Regions from separate parts of the Sus scrofa genome. Here regions 1 and 2 are each linked to region 3. Evidence: chromatin contacts called from public Hi-C and HiChIP or PLAC-seq data. All regions are on one chromosome and are shown on one strand. The core of a region is the stretch at or near the end of the contact, and the rest is flanking DNA. Distances in the headings are between cores, read along the strand shown. Region 1 holds the start of HSD17B2 (hydroxysteroid 17-beta dehydrogenase 2). Region 2 holds the start of SDR42E1 (short-chain dehydrogenase/reductase family 42E member 1). Region 3 overlaps PLCG2 (1-phosphatidylinositol 4,5-bisphosphate phosphodiesterase gamma-2).

Region 1 (3,672 bases), core at 82-2,581, 100 kb after region 3:
GATGAGGCTTCCGGGTGCTGACTTTTGAGCCCATTAGGTCATGAGGGTGGGTCAGGACCCACCACTCTCATGTAAGTAAGTTATCCTCTTCTAGCCTGTTTTCCTTTCTGTAAAATGTGCATAATAACATCCTTTGAAATATGTCATGGTTCAAATGAGGCTTTGGAAGTAAGGAAGAGTGAGTGCATAATGTACTAAGTTTTGGGGAGGCGGGGGGGCTGCTCTCGGGGCATATGTAAGTTCCCAGCCTGGGGATTGAACCAGAGCCACCTCAGAGACATCACCAGATCCTTAACCCCATGTACCACAGCAGGAACGCCTGTACTAATTGTCTTTTATTTTTTTGCCTAAGGCAGGCCGTCGTTTGGAAACAAGGCTGCTTGTCTCTACTTCTGTGTGATCTTGGGCAAGTCTCTTAACGTCTCTGTGCCTCAGTTTCCTCACCTGTAAAACTGCTACAATAATAGGACCTACCTGATAGGGACACAGAGTTCAAAGAGACTGCGCATGAAGACTGTTGAGAGCCAGTGTCTGGAGCAGAGCCTGGCAGAGAATACAGTCTCGGCTGGACATGGTTGCTGGCATGAAAAAGTACCAAGAGATAGTGACCATTATTCATATTCTCATCATTACGTTATTTCTCCCGGGCACATCCTTCCTTTGGTAGGACCGGAGCGCTTCCCATCTGCCAAGCATCTCTTCCCTCACTTCTGTACTCTCTCTGCATCTAACCCTTCAGGCTGATTCTGGTGGGAGGCGGCAAAAGTCCGGTCGTCAAGGACAAAATCCGTGACGCCTTCTCCTTCCAGAGCTGACCTTCCAAACTGGATGCCTGAATTTACACACGGACACACACACCCATGCACACGCACCCGCCCGTGAGTCAGGAAAAGGGCTCAACAGGCAGGCAAACACAGCCTCCCGGAGAAGAGATTTCCTGTGTGTGAGAGGTTTTGTTATTCACTGTTCACATAGATTGAATTCTGTCAATTATTACCCAACCTGTTATCTCTCCAGAGGTCATTAAAAAAATAATGCGTGTTTGTTATGGGTTCGTATGTGTCATGTGTGCAGTGGGTGTAGAGGGGGAGCAACCAAATAGGAAGTGCTCTGGTATTTACATTAAACTGCAGACTGGTTTAAATTACCCACCAGGAAATATGTGGCTGTAGGAGTATGCTTAATTCATGCTCATTGAAAGTGAGCCAGGGCTGTTTTCTCCCCCTCCCTCCTTGCCTCCCGGTTCATATAACCCCCGCTGCCTCCAGCCTGCCTTTGCCCACTTGACTTGCTGGCCCTGAGCACGGAGAGGTGCAGGGAGAATCTGAGAATGGGCACGTTCTTCTCTGAGACAGGGTGGCTCTGCCTGACTGTCACGGCAGTGCTGGGAGCAGTAATTCTTTGCAAACTCAAGAAGAACCACAGGCAGGAGGGCAGAAAGATGGTCTGCCTGGCTGGCCTCTGGGGAGGGGCTTGCCTGCTCAGCCTCTCTCTCTTCTGGGGCTTGATCCTCTTCTCCCTGTCATGTTTTCTCATGTATGCTTACTTTTCTGGCCAAGAGTTTTTACCTGTGGATCAAAAGGCGGTGCTGATCACAGGTAAGCGGGCGGCATTGCGGTTCTCACTCAGGGCAGGACTCAGCAGGGCTTGAGCCTTAGTGGGATTTTTTTCAAATTCCGTTGAAAAAAGAAACTGCTTGGCATGCAGCCCCTCCCCAGTGCCTTTCACTACCCTGTTTTGGTTTGCTTTCTTTAGGATGTGCGCTTGGAGGGGCTGGTGGTGGGAGGGACAGGGGAAGGGGACTCAAACCTAAGCCTCAGATGTTGTTAATTTCCCCGGATATATACAAATATGCCTGCGCGGTTTGTTTGCAACTAAGAAAGTTCCATACGGTTTTGTTGTTGTTGTTGTTTTGGTTTTGTTTTAAAGATTAAACCAAATTTCATCCTGAGATTAATACCAGGCTATGTTCTAGACTTGGGCTCTTATTCCTTAAATGTGCAAAAAAAACAGCTGATGAGGCCAAGTCCTCTTTTTTTTTTTTTTTTTTTTTTTTTTGTCTTTTTGCTATTTCTTGGGCCGCTCCCGCGGCATATGGAGATTCCCAGGCTAGGGGTCGAATCGGAGCTGTAGCCACCGGCCTACGCCAGAGCCAGAGCCACAGCAACTAGGGATCCGAGCCGCGTCTGCAACCTACACCACAGGTCACGGCAATGCCGGGTCCTTAACCCACTGAGCAAGGGCAGGGACCGAACCGGCAACCTCATGGTTCCCAGTCAGATTCGTTAACCACTGCGCCACGATGGGAACTCTGAGGCCAAGAGTCCTCCTTATAATTGCTTCATTTTTTTAAATATCAAAGAAACTCACCTGGGCTGGAGATTTTGTGATTTCCCCAACTGCTGTCAGGACTCTTGTGTCTCCTCTGAACCTTTGTTTTCAGATCTGTCACCGGACCGCTAATGTTTCCTAATTGGATCAAGCTGGTAGTGTGTACAGAAGGCGGCTGCTTGTGGGCTGAGCTGCCAGCTTTTTCCTTCCTTTGTGTTTCTTTTTCCGCTGCAAGTGTGAAGCGAAATTATATTCCCGTGTGTTGTAAAACTGGTTTGTTTGGTTGTGAAGTTTGAGCTTGGATAGGGCTTTAATTAGGACTACCCTGTGTTAGCCTAACCCAGAACGTCCTGCCAGGGTTAGTACATCAAATGCAGAATCGTTTGCGGGGAGGTTATCACCCACCCCAACCCGCAGGCCTTGACCTTCAGGAGAGAAGGCAAACAGCGAGTGTGGATGGAAATAAATCAGGGGGTTTCCCAATTCCCTGAGAAATGGATTGGAAAGTGACTCGTCTCTCTTGCCTTTTACTTTAACTCAATAGTGAAATTCTCTCTTAAAACGAGATGCAAGTTGGCGCTTGCTGCTGTTCTGAAGTGCTGCGGAAAACAAATTTCTTCAATGAAAAAAAAAAAGAAAAGGACCCAAACAGTTCAAAGATAGAAAATTCAGTGGATCCATGGGATGTTTGTTTACGTGAATGTCTGATATCACCTGGAATTAGGCATCCAGAAGACTGTCTGGGTTTTCCAATGTTTCACTTGAATTCTCTGGGGCTGGGTGGGTGAAAAGCTATACCAACAACATGCAGTTTTCTGTTCCGAGGGTAGTAGCAAGCACCCATGTCTCCAGAGTAATTCCAGGTCAAATTGATGTTTTGTACTTTTTCACTTGCACGAAAGAAGACAGAACAATTAAGCATGGTAAAAAAAAAAATGGAGTTCCCGTCGTGGCGCAGTGAAAACAAATCCGACTAAGAACCATGAGGTTGCGGGTTCAATCCCTGGCTTTGCTCAGTGGGTTAAGGATCCGGCGTTGCTCTGAGCTGTGGTGTAGTTTGCAGACGTGGCTCGGATCTGGCGTTGCTGTGGCTGTGGTGTAGGCCAGCAGCAGTAGCTCTGATTAGACCCCCAGCCTGGGAACCTCCAATATGCCGGAGGCACGGTACTAAAAGGACAAAAGACAAAAAAAAAAAAACACACACACACACACACAAAATTAATTATGATGCTGTGGTTGGCACTAATGGCATGATCTCCTGGTGGTCCAAATATTGCTAGGAAACCAATTTCAGGGGGCAGCACTTCTAAGGCTAAGAGTTAAGAATACAAAAGCTTAGGA
Region 2 (3,779 bases), core at 630-3,129, 76 kb after region 3:
ACAGGCTAGGTGCTTAAAGGTTGACCACTGGAGCCTCAGGACAATCTTTTAAGAACCTGGTCTGCCGATACATATATATGATCCAGAGCAAACGAAATCACTACCTTGAAAAAGTATCTGCGCCCCCACATTCATTGCAGAATTATTCACAATAACTAAATCATGAAAACAATCAAAGTGCCCCTTAATGGATGAAAGGCTAAAGAACATGTGGTCTATCTACATATGCACACTCACAATGGAATATTATTTCGCCATAAAAATGGGAGGAAATCCGGAGTTCCCGTTGTGGCGCAGTGGTTAACGAATCCGACTAGGAACCATGAGGTGGCGGGTTCGGTCCCTGCCCTTGCTCAGTGGGTTAACGATCCGGCGTTGCCATGAGCTGTGGTGTAGGTTGCAGACGCGGCTCGGATCCTGCGTTGCTGTGGCTCTGGCGTAGGCTGAGGGCTACAGCTCCGATTCGACCCCTAGCCTGGGAACCACCATATGCCGCAGGAGCGGCCCAAAGAAATAGCAAAAAGACAAAAAAAAAAAAAAAAAAAGGGAGGAAATCATACCATTACTGACAATACAACTGGAACCTGAGGGCATAATGCTAAGTGAAATAGATCAGACAAGGACAAATATTGCATGGTATCACATAGAAAGAATCTTAAAAAAAAAAAAAGGCGAACTTAAAGAAATAAAGTGTAGAATAGTGGTTGCCAGCAACTGGGGGGTAGGGTTGCCAGGGATACTGGGGGGTAAGGGAAAAGAGAAGATGTTGGTCAAAGGGTCTAAGCTTCCAGTTACAAGACAGATTTGCGATCTGGGGAATCGAATACACAGCACTGGACCAACCACAGTCAGTAATTCTGTATCACATGCTTGAAAGCTGCTAAAAGAGATCTTTAAAGATCTCGCCCTACACAAAAAAACTATAATTATGTGAGGGATGGAGATGTTAGCTAACCTTAGTGTGGTTATCAATTCACAAAATATATATACATGTATCAAGTCATCACGTTGTACACCTCAAAATTCCACAGTGTTAAACATCAATTATATCTCAATAGAGCTAGGAAAATATATAAAAAAGAAAAATAGAAACTGGCTCCCAAACTATGCAGGTGTCAGTGGCTGAGCTGGACCCAGGACTTGAAGCCTGGTCTGTAGGAGCCCCCGGCTGGGCTGGTACACTGCAGTGTTCCCTTACTACCTTCATAACTTCTGTCACACCTGGTATCTCCGGAACTATTATTCACCTATTGTGTTTTATTTACATCCACTTACTTTTTATCGATAAGTACGTTCGTTTTTAATGGGAACCTTACATGGCCACTTAAATGGAAAACCGGAATTATTTGCCATCAAGAGAACGTAGTCTTTCCCCCCAAGGTGTGATGAAAATAAAAAATCCAGCCAGATATAGGTGCCTGTTGATAGCTCCGGGCTTGGGGCCTGCCATGTTAAAAAGAAAAAGAAAAACAGAAGCTAGCAGATGTTCGTGACATTCTAGAAATCCTAGCTGAGCTTGGCTCCTTGGAATCCGAAGGAACTACAAAGGGCGGAATCTAGGTCAGCATCACTCACTTCCGCGCCCTGTACCAGTGGCCACCCAGCGCAGGTACCAGTGCGGAGGGCGGCGGGGGTGTGCTCTCCGTGGTCCCCCGACGCGCGTGCGAGCCTGGGCGCCCCCGCCAGCCCGGCCAGGTCCCGCAGCGGGGCGGCCCTCCCAACCCAGGCCCACTCACAATGGCAGCAGACAACGACGGCTGCGGGACCGTCCTGGGGAAGCAGCCCAGACGTCTCTTACCTGTCACCGCCCCCGCTCGGCGCCAGAGCCGTCGGACTGGCCTCCCGGAGCCACTTCCGGGCCTCTCTAGGAAGCTCGGAGGTCTCGGCATCTCTATGATGCGCAGGTTTCTCTTCCACCATCGCCTGTACTGGGGCATCACGGTCACTCCATGAGCCTCCCCGACGTGTCCAACCCATGTGTTTCAACCTCGGGGGCGCCCTTTCAGGGCCCGTCTACTGCGGTACCTACCTCCAATTTCTGTTTTTAGACTTCCACTTCCATCTTTATGTGCCCCCAACACTATTTAACAGTGCTTGTTAAAATAGGATGGCCTCAGCTCAAGCAGTTAATGCTTGGATGATTGGATAGATGGATGGATGGATGAGGCTCTCCAGACTCCTGAATATTCACGTATCTTTTAAAATCTCTATTTATCTCTCAGTTTCCACATTTATATTTACGTGTATGTTTTCCCATATCCCCATTTCCCTATTTTTCTAGTTCCACTTCTTTGGATCACTGCACAGACAGTGATGCTAAGATTAGCCTTTGTTGCTGCAGGAAGCACAGACTTAAAAGCCATGTAGAAAGGATTGTTGGCATCCCCATTCAAAGCTCTCCGAGAGGCCCATCTTTTGTCTCCTGGTCAGGAGTCTGGTTCTATGGAAAGCTGCAGGCTCTGCATACACACACACACACACACACACCTGAATTGACCAAGAGCTGTGGACGATTTCATTTTGGTGGGTCAAGCGAAGGGGTTTTCACTTCTCATACTGTTCTGACCACGTTCAGACTCAAAGAGGCCCGTATGAAGTAAGTCACTTACTGCTTCACTGAGGTCACAAGGAAAACCTCCAGCCCTGGGATATAAACATTCATGAAAGCTGTGTGAGGAAAGCGAAATGTGTTGGCCTCCCTCCTACTTTCTTCTCTTGATTCTTGTCTATCTTGCCTATCAGTTTACAGTGATTCTAATACAGTGATTCTAATTATGTGATCCCATAATTCTTGGGAGACCGAGATATGGTTGTACTATGGAGTCTTAAGGAATAGCTTTTCTCTGGCTGCCCACAATTTGCACAAAGATTAGAAGAGGGAAAGAGGAGAGCTAGTGAGGGGGTGGAGTGACCAGAAACATACTCTTGGGACCAGTAGCCAAGGAAGATCCCTCTGAGGAAGCATTTTGGAAGACAGACTTCCTTGCCGGGAATTTCAGGGTCCTCTAAGGAACATCCAAATTTACTGCATGTTGATAGCCCATAAGAAGAAGTGTGGCAAATTGAAATGTTAATATTCTTGTGCCGCTGAGGACTCTTTAAAAATCTAAGCACTTAAGTTTTAAGGGAAAATTATAAACTTTATAATTACTTCCTTAGTTTCCATTGCAATTTACCGAGTTGATTTTGTAGAGGTCTAAACAAGAACGCTTAGAAATGACCCAAGAAAGAAATGGACTGCAGTATGAGTCCATGTGAATACTTTTTTAGTTTTTTTTCCCTAATAAGACATCCAGAAAGTGAATACATCTCAGAAAAATCGGTTTGCAGTAATAATTCCTTACTGATGTACAAACTCCAGGTTTTACTACACCTACCTGCTCATCAGATTCTCATCGCAATTGTATCCGTTAAGATTCTTCAGGTTTCAAGTAGTGGAAAATAGCTCTAGGGGTTCCTGCTGTGGCGCAACAGCATCAAAGGTGTCTCTGCAGCGCCACGTCGCAGGTTCTCTTTCCCAGCCTTTAACAGTGGGTTAAAGGATCCAGTGTGACTGCAGCCTACTCAGTAGGCTGCTACTCTAGTAGTCATCCACGGGGTGACTCAGACAAGATCCCAGGCTCAGGAACTCCATATGCCATGGGATGGCCAGTAAGGGAGAAAGGAGGGAAAGGAGGAAAGGAAGGAGGGAGGGAAGAAAGGGAGTTCCCATTGCGGCTCCTCGGAAATGAACTCGGCTAGTATCCACGAGGATGTGGGTTCAATCCCTGACCTTGAAC
Region 3 (3,781 bases), core at 605-3,104:
ACAGACCAGCGGCTGTGCTGTTTCTGTCCCCCCACCCCTTACGTGTCCTGACCAGGGTATGAGCAGTGGAGCCCCTCCCAGCCACCAAACTGTGTCTAGTCTTCTAGAAGAGGCTAAGACGCAGCCTGGAGAGATTTAAAAAATAAAGAACAGCATCTCAAGGACGGTACAGAATGTGCCTCTCCCCCAGCTGTGCGCTCCTCCCTGTAAGACCTCGTATTCTGCCCCGCTGCTGCTGCTGCTCCGGCACATGCACACGGAAGGCTTGAGGTGGAATGAACAGTACCTCTGTGTGTAAGGCACGGGGCCTTTGGAACTTGGAAATAAACTGCCCATTGTCATTAGGCATGTGCTTAAGCTTTTAAGCCAGCTGCAGCTCAGCACAGAAGGAGAACAGTGTTGACTGTGCTGGGTGCCCCAAAGTCTGTCTCTTTTACTCCTCCCAGCACTCCTGTGAAAGGGGTCTTAGCATCTCCACTTTTCTAATGGAAGCACTTTGGGTCCTGCAGCTCTTAATGAACTAGCTCAAGGTCACACACCTGTCCGACCTGAGCTGGGATTCAACCCCAGCAAGTCTGACTTCAGACCCCATGTTCTTTCTACTGTGCAGCCCGTGCCAGACCCCATGCCAGAGGCCACCCCTCCTCCGCAAAGTGCCAGCATTCAGATCCTGTTTCAAAACAGGTCTCTCTTACCCTTTCCTCTCTGACACAACCAAAACCAACAAGAAAAACGAGATCCAACTACCTTTAGTCCAGCTGGCAAACCCCTCTCAGCCCTGATCCTAATACATACAAAGGGCTGCCCTTCCTAACGAGGCTCGGGCAGTGAGAGGAGGCACAGGAAACGAGGCCTCCAGCCAAGGCCTGGGACAGAGCTCACAGCCGCACACTCGGGGGCTCGCAGCCGTGTGGGGCCGCACCTCAGTGCTGGGACCCAATCCCTGGAGCGCTCGGCCCCCCGACCCCCACCCGGCACTCAGCATTTCTGTGCATCCTAGAAGCCGGTCACCACCTAGGCTGACAGCTTCCCCCAGCGCGGCTCATCAGCGATGCAGAGGCTCAGCCCCATCCCTGACCTCTGGAGGCAGAATCTGCCTTTTCCTGAGACCCACAGGCCATTCACATCTTTCACGCACATCACATAATTCCTGCTACCTGTAAGGGGAGGATAAGTCAGAAAACTTTCTCTACAGCAGAATTCAAGGTGAGCAGTGTCACCAAGCTCCTCCAGGGAAAAGAGTGTGACCTGAGAATTTTATACCAGCTCACACTGTCACTCAAGTATAAAATCAAAGGATGGATGTGTTCAAACAGGCACAGTCCAGGGATTATACGTCCCATGAGCTCATACTGCAGAGCAGAGAAGACAAACTGAGCCAGCCAAAATATCGACGGAAGAGGGCAGTAGGAAGGTGGGGAGCACTGGGTGCCTGAAAAAATGCCCGCGTTTCATTGTGTGTAGTCAGAAAAACGACACCGAATAAATAGTGAGCTCCAGTTAATGAAATGTATGCTAACATCAGGAAGATGCATACAGGAGTCTTCATCTTTCCTTGGCAGGTGAAGTGAGTACCACACACATGCTCGATGGGTGGGGGGATGAATGCAGCACGAAGCACAGTAAAAGGTTAATGCTGAGATCGCGGTGGTGGGGCAATGTATGCCGGGTCCTATTCTTTCTGTTTTGCTGCTTAAATACCAGAAAAACTAGCCTCCCCTCGTGGGAGATTTAAGGTTACAACATGGAATGCAAACATTACACACCATGTCGATGGAGAAATAACAATACAGCTTACCCGACGAGAGGAGGGCAGGACCAAAGTTGGAGGGTTATGTAAGCACGCCAGTTTCATCACAAGCAGTGCAAAGGGAGAGGTTCAGGAGGTATCACGTAGAGGCGATAAATCAACAGACTCCAATGTGCTCTAAGAGAAGTAAGACTCATCATCCAATAAGCCAAGACCTGCACAGAGCAAACAGCCTAAAAGCCCTAACCGGGGCCTTGCTTGCCCTGGAGAATCCATAGAGACAGTGCCGATACCAGCCTTCGAGGTACACATCTCCACTTCTAAGTCAGACACAGCCATGGTAACCTAACGGGCTATGGTGTAGGTCAAGGATGCAGCTTGGATCCTGCATTGCTGTCACTGTGGTGTAGGCCGGCAGCTATAGCTCTGATTCGACCCCTAGCCTGGGAACCTCCATATGCTGCAGCAACAGCCCTAAAAAGCAAAAAAGATACATAAATAATTATTTTTTAAAAAGACTTAAGCCAGAGTAGATTATTTTGTATAAATGGTTTAAAAACAACAAAACAAAACACAGCCCAGATGGTGTGGCAAGTATAGTTGTGTAATTTGCGGGCAGAGAGTTAAGTAGATGAAATTAGTATTTGGTCTGTTTGCTTCCTTCATCTCTTTGGCGAGCGCATAAGTATGATAATCCTAAGACTACAAATTCATGTCTATTATATCATTTTTTGGGGGGGGGGTCTTTTTTTTTTTTTTTTTTTTTTTTTTTTTTTTCTCTTTTCGTTGGGCGCACCTGTGGCCTGTGGAAGTTCCCAGGCTAGGGGTCTAATCGGAACTGTCGCTGCTGGCCACAGCCACACCACGCCACGTCTGCAAACAACACCACAGTTCCTGGCAACGCCGGATACTTAACCCACTCAGTGAGGCCGGGGATCGAACCCGTGTCCTCATGGATACTAGTCAGTTGGGTTCGTTAACTGCTGAGCTACAGTGGTACTGTGATTTTTTTTTTTTTAAGGGAAATGAATGTGTGCATAGCCTGTCTTGGAAAGATACTATGAACAAGGGTTCCTTCTAGAAAAGGGGTTGTGAGTGGGTGGGAGCAAGACTTGCATTTCAACTGTGTTTGGCTATTATCTTGCATCAGAACAAGCAGACCAACCTCTGGTATGTGCTGCCTTAAGCATTCCTTCATGGGGAGGCGTGGGGGGGACTCGGCCCCTCTCAACCCGCTGCTAAATCAAAAGAAGCATCTAAATGACTGTCAGACACAGGTCCTGATTGTAAAGAGGGAATGGCTTTTAGAGCAGGATGATCGATACTGCTGTGGGCTGCCAGGGGGCAGGAAGACTTCTTCCCATTGGAAATCTTTAGAGATGAAACACTCCCCTGTCCTGCGCGTGCAAAGGGCTAAGTGGAGGAAATGGATGTGGGCATTTATTACTCCTCTGAGTCTTCGGCCTCGGGAGTATTGAAAGAGTTGAACCACAGCTGTAGTCACTCTCAATTCAAGGTGCAGTGTTCCGTGGGTTTTAATTTCTTCTGAGTGAATCATTTTCATTTCTAGGTGGCAGATATTTGTAACTTCGCTTCTCCGGGTGGACCTGTCGGTCACGGGTATATTCCGCAGCCCCTTTGCTGACCGTCAGGGTGGGTACCTCTGGCTTCCCGGAAGCCAGCCCCCAGCCCGGGCACTGACCTCTCTGGCTCTTGAGCCTGGCCTTTGAGCCCTGGGGTCTACAAGAAAGTGAAGGTCTGCCCTTAACCGCCTGCCTTTCTGTTGTTTTCCCATCTGCAGGATACCGATCTGTTCCTCTGAAGAATGGGTACAGTGAAGACATCGAGCTGGCGTCCCTCCTGGTTTTCTGTGAGATGCGGCCAGTCCTGGTGAGTGGAGGCACACCAGCGGGGGTTCCCTGAGCCACATCGACTGGTGGGCTGTACGCGACCAGTGCGTTCTGTGGGCTCAGGGACTGGGATGCGTTGAGAATTGCCTAGCCAAGCGTGCCACGTCGTAATAGAAGGATG

The links. A called contact is a pair of places that touch in the nucleus more often than the background predicts. HiChIP or PLAC-seq counts read pairs in DNA pulled down with a chosen protein or histone mark.
Region 1: a Hi-C map of liver shows a contact between it and region 3, with 1.7 times the contacts expected there. The contact joins the promoter of HSD17B2 here to the enhancer-like site in region 3. A contact is called at or near these places in 3 of 47 Hi-C or Micro-C datasets (blood, embryonic fibroblasts and liver) and 1 of 2 datasets of contacts at active chromatin or transcription factors (alveolar macrophages).
Region 2: an H3K27ac HiChIP or PLAC-seq map of alveolar macrophages shows a contact between it and region 3. The contact joins the promoter of SDR42E1 here to the enhancer-like site in region 3. A contact is called at or near these places in 1 of 5 promoter capture datasets (liver), 4 of 47 Hi-C or Micro-C datasets (alveolar macrophages, liver and skeletal muscle) and 1 of 2 datasets of contacts at active chromatin or transcription factors (alveolar macrophages).

What each region holds. Positions count from the first base shown.
Region 1 is chr6:6,358,093-6,361,764 of Sscrofa11.1, reverse strand. It overlaps HSD17B2 (hydroxysteroid 17-beta dehydrogenase 2), which reads left to right and starts at 1,331. Exons shown (of 5, transcript NM_001167649.1): 1 at 1,331-1,598. The coding sequence starts at 1,331. It overlaps LOC110260906 (a long non-coding RNA gene), which reads right to left and starts at 2,539. Exons shown (of 3, transcript XR_002344481.1): 1 at 2,371-2,539; 2 at 475-578.
Region 2 is chr6:6,385,380-6,389,158 of Sscrofa11.1, reverse strand. It overlaps SDR42E1 (short-chain dehydrogenase/reductase family 42E member 1), which reads right to left and starts at 1,879. Exons shown (of 4, transcript XM_021093756.1): 1 at 1,799-1,879.
Region 3 is chr6:6,460,859-6,464,639 of Sscrofa11.1, reverse strand. PLCG2 (1-phosphatidylinositol 4,5-bisphosphate phosphodiesterase gamma-2) reads left to right here. Exons shown (of 33, transcript XM_021093743.1): 31 at 3,552-3,640. Among named protein-coding and RNA genes, the nearest start is that of SDR42E1, 75 kb to the right of the region's middle. Within about 2 kb of position 1,854, at least 5 of the 83 cell types and tissues checked have an H3K27ac peak or open chromatin away from gene starts, as enhancers often do. A contact at or near this core is called in alveolar macrophages and liver, where this site is marked.